3 separate regions of the Zea mays genome follow, and all the other regions are linked to region 2. The links are chromatin contacts, called in public Hi-C maps. All regions are on one chromosome and are shown on one strand. The core of a region is the stretch at or near the end of the contact, and the rest is flanking DNA. Distances in the headings are between cores, read along the strand shown.

Region 1 (2,913 bases), core at 51-2,550, 210 kb after region 2:
CCAGTTCCGTCTCCTCCTCGAGCTCCGGGATCCCCTCCCTTGCCCTCACCTCACTCGAGTTGGGACTGCTGGTGAACGACCCATTGGAATCGTACCCTTTGCCTCTATACTGCGGGAGCTCCTGCTCATATGAATCGAAGGGGTTAAAGAAGTCCCACGGTGACGTCTCAGGCATTGGCATTGGCGGCGGCGCCGCCGGCGGCGGAGCCACCGATTCCCGGCCACGATCCTCCACCGGGCGATCCCCATCAGGTTGCAACGGGACGCCGTACATCGGGTTGTTGTACCCCATGTAGGACGAACTGGTGGCGAAGTTGCCGTAGCCGTACGGTTCTTGATACACCGTGTTCGCCGGCGTCGAGCTGGCCTTCATGTAGTAGTACCTAGGAAATGTGGCATTTTGGAACTCGGTGTTTGGGAACGAAGGATAGGGGTCGTACGAAGCGTACTCCCACGGCATCTCCGGCCTGGCAAAAGCTGGGTCTTGGATTTGGCGTTCCTGGGGCTCGCCGTGGCCGCCGCGGCCGGGCAAGGGAACGCCAGGCCGAAGGGCAGGCGCCGGCCGCGGGACCTCGCCGTCGCCGTCGCCGTCGCCGTCGACGTGGCCAGCGCCACAGCCTCCGGGGCCGGCGCAGGGGTCGGTCGAGGAGTCTGGATCGGATTCCGAGGAATCGTCGGAGTGGAAGTGGATGTGGGAGTGGCCGGAGCCGGTGTGCGGTGTCGCGGAGCCGGACGCGGAGCCGCTCCGCTGCTTCTTGGGCTCGGCGTCGGCGTCGGCGTCCGCGTGGTCGGAGGGCGGCGGCAGCGTGAGCACCGGCGAGCCCGGCGGCGTGGCGGCGTGGTGGTGGCTCGCGAACCGCGCGAGCGCGTCGGCCACGCGCGGGAGCGCTCGGAAGTAGGCGGCGTGCGCGGCCGCGAGGCGCGCGCGGTGGTCCGCGGCCGCGCGGAGCAGGTCCCGGCGCTCCCGGCACAGCGCGGCCGCCGGGGACACGTCCGCCGCGTCCAGCCGCGAGCTCCGGCAGCCCATCCCTCTCCTCCGTCCCTGGAGGAGCCCCCTACTCGCTCGCCGTCGCCGGCATTGCCCGCGACGCCGCGAGCCCGCGAGTGCTGGCTCGCTCCCGCAGCAAACCGAGGGGTGGAAGTAACGGGCGGGAGTCGAGGTAGGGCAGGCAGCAGAGTGAGCAGGGGCCGGGAGCAAAGTAGCGTGGCAACGTAAAAAAAAATGGTGGGCGAGCGCGGCGACCGGCGAGGGTGGTGGTGGTCGCAAAGAGGAAGCCGAGGACGGAGCGAGCGGCGTGTGCGCGCGCGCGGCAGGGTGACCCGGGCACGTGGAGGCGCGTTTATTATTGAGCTCTGAGCAGTGAGCTCTGACTGAGCAGGCACTGGAAGTACTGTAGCATTCTCTCGTTCGCTGCTTGGCTTCAGCGCATTCCGATTGCGAGCACAACGTAGCCGAATGCGTTCATGGTCTGGATCGGGATTCTCTCTCGGTCTCCCTCCCGTCCCGTCCCGTCCCGTCCCGTCCCGTCCCGTGAGAGCGGATAGGTTGAAGGAGTACTAGTAGAGTACGTAAGTACTTCGGTAGTACTGGATTGGTACTAAGATTGGACATCGGAATACCGATAATACCAGGCAAACACAGATGTCACTACTCGAACACGAAAGGCAAGAGAGCGAGAGGCAAACAGGAAACCAGGAAAGAGATGATCAGTAGGGGCACAAGATGCAAAATCATTGTACGGTTGCAGCACTGTCCAGAGCCTGCTTTAACACGCCCTTGTGTCCCGTGGCAAATCCAGCGTAATGACTGGCTCAGAATGGCAATAAAACCGTCTCAGGAGTAACCACTGTCAAACACAGTTACTGCGGCCACTGACTGTTGTACCGTACACCTCTGGGTTGAGCTTCCGGCCGCATCGACCGTCAGACCGTGGAACTAAAATACTCCGGGCCTCCAGTTTTCTAACGGGCTGACGGCGAGCAGATCAAAGCACGAGCTGTCTGGGCGCGCGCGCGCGAGGCCAATCTTGATAGGATTTTTCTTTGAGATATTTTATAGTTGATAAATAGGCTAATATGATATTAACTCCATTATTAAATATATATGACGTCATTAGTTTTTTTGAAAACTTTAAACATTCATCTTATTTAAAAACCATAAATTATTATTTATTTTGTTATAATTTATTCCATCACTTACGTTTCATTGAGCGTGACTTGAAATTTTATATTTTCAGATAAATGTTTCTAAGTAATACGAGTGATTAACTTTTTTTAGAACAGTCAACAACGTCGATAGAGAGAGTATTACATAAAATTTGATAGAAATGTAGATGACGAAAGTTCTATATGTGAATAAATAGAACTTTAAACATTACCGATCACGGAACACGGATGTGATCTCAAGTTCTGAACCATGCCACCTCTCGTCGACCAACATTTTACCGAGCGCCCGGGCCCAGCATGCTGCGCTGGTCAAAAAGACTGTGCGCCTCGAATTCCAGTTCATCACGGTAACAGTAAACGGAGTTCCCTTTACTTTAATTCCTACTAACTTCTACTGCTATTTACAATATTTTATCTATACAAATTACAGCTACAGCAATTTAAATAATCAGTTTTAATCCGAAGCGAACAGTCAAATGGATATGGCAGGGAGGCAGGGATGGGAACACATGTCCGCATTCCCAAAACATTTGATATTTGTTTTTAGCATAAATATGAATATTTGTATTCGTATCCGATTTAAATATAGATATTAAATGAATATATATATGTATTTGTTTTTTTAAAATCATTCTCCATTCTGTTCTGCATTTATATTCACAAAAACATTGAATACCCAATAATATATGTATTCATGTAGTATAAACTGCTTTGAAACTTCTAGAATGTATAGTTAGGACTGACTAA
Region 2 (2,908 bases), core at 306-2,805:
CATGCAAAACAGCAAGCATTTTTCACACTCGCGCCACATTCATCAATTGTAAATTGTCTATTGGGCTTTTGTAGTATAAATAACCACAGGCCTGGCCATTTAACCCCAGTTAGTTTTATCTTAACCTTCTGAAGTTTAATCGAACCAAATGAAGACTTTGGTATTTCAATTGACTGAACTGGTAACCAGGTTCCTGTATCGATGTGATCGAGGAACAGGAATGTGGTATGCGGTACACTACTAGAACTAGGTTTTAGCACTACGTGAATGAGATTGTTCCCGTGTTTCTGGAACGAAACGAACATTTCCGGAACGAGGAACGTGGCCAAGTTCCACATTCAATTCAGGGGGTAGTAGATAGGAGTGTACAACTTCCTGGTTATTTTTTTTAATAACGGGGCAAACCCAAATTTCATCACTTGAAGTTCGAAGAATCGAAATTGTAGCAATAGTTGTGTGTCTTTTTTTTCCAGATTCAAGGTTGTAGGAACTAGGAAGTAATATAATTGGAGATTTGTGTTGTTAAGATGTCAATCCAAAAACTTATAATATTTAAGATACATCACTAACATTTAACCATCCTTTTTTTTCTAGGCCAAAATGGTTTATCTTGTGCTAAGGGGGTCTCTACATTTAACTTTCATAACTTTATCTCACACAAGGACCAACTATGTGGCTTTAGCACTCTAGATCATAATGCCTGTAAGCTGAAATCGGATCCATTGGGCTCAGGGTACGACCAAGCCTCCAATCTCCCGAACTTAAGCATATAACCTGCTCGTCATACATAACTTCACAAACTCCCACCGGAGACGGCATTCATCCTCCCTAGCCACCCAATAATTGTCAACGAAAGTGCCGTCTACAATTCAATTAGAGTCAAAATACAGGAGGGAATTGGGAATATGTTCAAGGCAGACAATATTGGTAGCGATTCCCCAATCCCCGCCCCGACTTCAACTAGATCTCGCTGTGACCCTCTCCCGCAACGCCCCGAATCAAACGGTTAACAAGCAGATCGAGAGCGCTAACCTGCGGTGAACTGGGCGCAGATCCCGGACGCAGCGAGGAGAAACAGGACGACCGGGGCCGGTCTGGATCCGCCCCTCATCTCCGGCCGGAACGCGCCGATCCTTCCTCTCCCTCGGTTCGCTTTTTTCGTGGGGGTGATGGTGGGCTGGTGGCCTCGTGGTTGGTTGGGTGGTGTCTGGCTGCTTGAGCGCGCGGTGGTGGCGCTTGTCGGCCTGGCGGTTAGGCCTTGGCGTTGGGCCGTTTGTAGTGGTAGTAGACGGGCCGGACGCGGCCGGGTTTGGTTCGCACCGAAGGCTCCGCTTTGCTGCAGCTGGATGGTTCTTTTCGACGGCGTTGCGTCGCTGCTGGTGGGCCATGGTACCGAATCGGTGTGACCGATGTCGCTGCTAGACGGACCGATGACACCAGTTCGCCGTGCCGCATGACGGCGTCACGACCGAGCCATGGCCGCTGCCCGTTGCACGCTTCCCAAGAGCAAAGACCACAGAGCTCCCATTTACTGCGCCATGCCAACAATGGCAGCAGGAGCCCGGTGCCACATTTACTCACTCACTCCCCAATCCACCCACCAACCAACCCAGAACCTCTCTACATTCCTCTTCCTCCTCTATAGTCTATATACACACACCAAGAGCAGGCTGCAGCAGGCTCACGCCGCAACCTAGCTAGCCTGCACGCACTCTCACTGACCACGACCAGCGCTCAGCCTTCTGCTCCGGAAGCTAGCTCTCCGGCCAGCCACCCCACCCCGTCCACCCGACAATGGCGGCCGCCGTGGCCCTCCTCCTGCTCTCCGCCCTCGGCGGAGCGGCGGCGCAGGTGTTCCCTCCGTGGAACGGCACGTTCCCGATGGGGCCCGGGTTCGGAGGCGGGAGCAGCAGCGGCGGCGCGGCCGCGGGCGCGGGCGCGGGGACGGGCGTGCCGGCGATGTTCGTGTTCGGGGACTCGCTGACGGACAACGGCAACAACAACGACCTGAACTCGCTCGCCAAGGCTAACTACCCGCCCTACGGCATCGACTTCGCCGGCGGCCCCACCGGCCGCTTCTCCAACGGCTACACCATGGTCGACGAGATCGGTACGTGGCTCATCCACCGGTGCCTGCATGCTATACATTGCTATGCTGCTACTTCTCTGACTTCCCTGACGGTCTCTGTCCATCTCAAGCTGCTAGCTTATTCTTAATTTAGATTTAGACGTGCTCTCAACCAAGCTACCTGCTGTAGTAGCCGTGCGGTGTTTGCACAGAGAGCTTGCTCGTCTTTAATCACAACTGGAAAGTACTAGGTGAGATTAAGGGTATGTTTGGTTTTTGGCTAACTATGTCACACTTTACCTAATTTTAGTCGTTCGAATTGAGGAACTAACCTTAGACACAAAAGGTAGCCAAAGTGTGGCAAGTTAGACAGCGAACCAAACATGCCCTAAATTTGTTGGCGACTGAACGAAAAAAAGTGCTCGAAAGATATGGTTGTTTATAGGGTTATTACTGTAGCCTAGAGGCAGTGCAATATTAATGTTGTTTACTCTTAATTTTAGGAGGTGTTTGGTTCTGTGGACTAAAGTTTAGCCCGGGTCACATCAAGCGTTTAACTTTCAAATAGGAGTATGAAATATAGACTCAACCAACTGTACTAGATTCGTCTCACTTTTTAATCTTCGGCTGAGAAATTAGTTTTATAATTCGACTACATTTAATACCCCGAACGGAGGTTCAAACATTCGATGTGATAGAGGCTAAATTTTAGCAGGGGCAAACCAAACACCCCCTTAGTAGAAATGCTAGTTCCAGCTAGCTAGCACACCTTAAAAATATCATCTATCTGATTCTCTCCACGAAAAAGAAACAGAGTCCAGTACAGCGTCAGAGCTCATT
Region 3 (2,834 bases), core at 127-2,626, 190 kb after region 2:
CCCTTGAGGACATGTGTGTTTTTTTAATTTTAGCTAGACGTGGGTTGTACGGGGGAATAAGAATGAGAATGAGCTTTGCGGGGAGGGAGGAATGAGAAAGACAGAACATGAGAATGAGAAATGCAGAACAAGAAATGTGAATGGTGGCAGTACACGGGAATGACAGACTACTCTTGCAGTCTTAATAAGTAGTAGAGATTTTTACTTAAACTGTGAGGTCATCCAAATCACCTCTTTATCTAAATCTAAACTTATTTTAAATTTTTATCTATATTCATTTTAGACTAAATATATATTAATTATTTAATTTATGAATATGGTTTGTACGCATATTTATATTTTTATTTATTATAATTGATTTGAATGTGGACGAAAAAGGGCTATAAAGATAGAACAGAGGAAGTATATATTATAGCATCTCTAACAACGCATTAAATCATTGCCAAATCTTAAAATATAGGATTTACAGTTTGTTTGCTTGGTTTTAATCCGTATCGACTTCTACATTGTTTTGTCTTTATGAATTACAGCTGCAACAGTTCAAACAACTGATTTAATCCGAAGCGAACACGCCAACTCATAAAAACAGCTCAACGTACCCTATTTTACGAATCTTTATTTAAAAAGTATGGCACACCATGAAAACACCCAAGACTAGTGTCCTATCCTTATTTTATACATCATTATGAATATTTTTTTCTAATAATATAATTTACTTCCTAAATTACTGTTTTTAGTGTTCTAAACACCTAAACATTTTAAGTGATGTAGTATTTTAATTTTTATATACTATTTTGAGTCATCTGATTGTACATAATCTTAGAGCATCTTCAAGAGCTTTTTAGAAGTCTCTCCTAAATTAAGTTTTTCTTGGTAAAACACAAAAATGTGTCTTCAACAATTCCCTTAAAACGCTCCGAATTTTTTCATAGTCCTTAAAACTTCCTCATTTGCAATACAAATGAGAGGTTTTTTAGGCTCTCTAGAAACAATATGTCGCTTTAATGGATACGTTGGAGAATAGATTAAAATCTACCTCTAATAATTTTTTAGATGCCTTTTAAAATTGATTTTGATGAGTTATTTTCTAGTGAACTGCTGGAGATGCTCTTAATCGTCAAACTCCCGTTAAATAGCACATGACGTGCATTTTTTTTTCTTGCAGACCTTCACTTTCCACCCGCAGCTCCTGCCGTGCATGCCCACGTCCAAGCGTTCTGTCGTCAGCACTGACTGAAGCCCTCAGGCGCCCGATGCCCACCACGTGTCTCCGTTGATGGTCGCTATCGCTTGGCGCCCGCACAGCGTCCCTGCGCGCTATATATGGCGCGCGTGCAGCACGGCGCATTGTTTCATGCCTTTCGCGAGAGAAAGTGGTCGAATCGGCGGCTGATTTGACCCGGCTCGCTATTAGAGCTGCGAAAGTGATCCGAGCAGTCACGGTTTCGGAAGCGGCGCGTCGGCCGGAGGAGAAACGCAACCAGCTGTCGAGGAGCTATGAGCAGCGGTGGCGGAGGCAGAGTGCCGGCGGCGGCGGCGGCGCAGTCGCAGGAGCTGCAGCTACCGCCGGGGTTCCGGTTCCACCCGACGGATGAGGAGCTGGTGGTGCACTACCTCTGCCGGCGCTGCGCCGGGCTGCCCATCTCCGTGCCCATCATCGCCGAGGTCGACCTATACAAGCACGATCCCTGGCAGCTCCCAAGTACGTGTCGTCCGCCGCCGCTCCACGCAGTCGTTGTTCCAGGTTTCTTAGCTCGCCCTGTACCTGCTGCTGACTCCTGATCTCGGTACTACTGCTGTCTGTGCAGGGATGGCGCTGTACGGCGAGAAGGAGTGGTACTTCTTCTCCCCGCGGGACCGCAAGTACCCGAACGGGTCGCGGCCGAACCGCGCCGCCGGCGCCGGGTACTGGAAGGCCACCGGCGCAGACAAGCCGGTGGGCACGCCGAAGCCGGTGGCCATCAAGAAGGCTCTCGTCTTCTACGCCGGCAAGGCGCCCAAGGGCGACAAGACCAACTGGATCATGCATGAGTACCGCCTCGCCGACGTCGACCGCACCGCCCGCAAGAAGAACAACAGCCTCAGGGTACGTTGCGATCGATCGAGTTCCGGCCGGCGCGTCCACCAGAATATCTCATTCGTTTCTGTGCAGAAAATTATCTCTTGCTCGTATATATTATTATTTGTTAATAATATATATCTCCTGTCACTGCCGTATCAACAAAGAAAAAGTTGAGATAAGAACGTAACGTATGGATCACAAAGAATAATTATTAGCAGTCGGATTTTCACTAGCTAGCTAGTCGCCGATAAAAAGGACGGCGAGACCCATTTCTCTCCGGTGTGAACCCTGGAGATGCTGCGCCGTGCGTCATCTCCTTCAACCGCCAATTATCTCTTGCGCTTTTGCGAGCTACGACAGCGATCCGATACGGTCGAAAGCGACGCATCAATAGTGCCTATACATTTCATCGCCAAGAAAATCGTATAATTGTTCTACCTTTTTGTTGGATGGATAGATTTGGTGGTATGGGCGTGATTAAGATTTTTTTCCTCTCGGTTTTTTTTTTGCTGTTGCAGTTGGATGATTGGGTGCTGTGCCGAATCTACAACAAGAAAGGCGCGCTGGAGAAGCCGACCGGAGCCGGCGGCAGGGCCGAGGCCAGCAGCCAGGGCGCGCTGGGGTCCATGTCCATGGGCTCGCCGCCGGAGCAGAAGCCGTCCGTGCTGCCGTCTGCCACGGCAACGGCAACGGCCGCGGCCGGGACGGGGTACGCGCCGCTGCCGTTCTCGGAGCTGGCGGCGTACTACGAGGTCCGGCCGTCCGACTCGAT

Evidence for each region. Hi-C and Micro-C count contacts between places; a contact is called where the count stands out from the background.
Region 1: a contact with region 2 is called in a Hi-C map of leaf, with 4 times the contacts expected there. The contact joins the promoter of LOC103630376 here to the promoter of LOC100281363 in region 2. A contact is called at or near these places in 4 of 25 Hi-C or Micro-C datasets (ear, leaf and tassel).
Region 3: a contact with region 2 is called in a Hi-C map of ear, with 1.9 times the contacts expected there. The contact joins the promoter of LOC100216773 here to the promoter of LOC100281363 in region 2. A contact is called at or near these places in 4 of 25 Hi-C or Micro-C datasets (ear, endosperm, leaf and 1 more).

The regions. Positions count from the first base shown.
Region 1 is chr6:158,998,813-159,001,725 of Zm-B73-REFERENCE-NAM-5.0, forward strand. LOC103630376 (Bzip transcription factor-like) reads right to left here and starts at 1,301. Exons shown (of 4, transcript XM_008651434.4): 1 at 1-1,301. The coding sequence starts at 1,027.
Region 2 is chr6:158,785,411-158,788,318 of Zm-B73-REFERENCE-NAM-5.0, forward strand. It overlaps LOC100281363 (anther-specific proline-rich protein APG), which reads left to right and starts at 1,556. Exons shown (of 3, transcript NM_001154281.2): 1 at 1,556-2,110. The coding sequence starts at 1,795. LOC100278419 reads right to left here and starts at 1,246. Exons shown (of 3, transcript NM_001407492.1): 1 at 1,033-1,246. The coding sequence starts at 1,111.
Region 3 is chr6:158,979,018-158,981,851 of Zm-B73-REFERENCE-NAM-5.0, forward strand. It overlaps LOC100216773, which reads left to right and starts at 1,377. Exons shown (of 3, transcript NM_001143172.1): 1 at 1,377-1,702; 2 at 1,809-2,086; 3 at 2,581-2,834. The coding sequence starts at 1,498.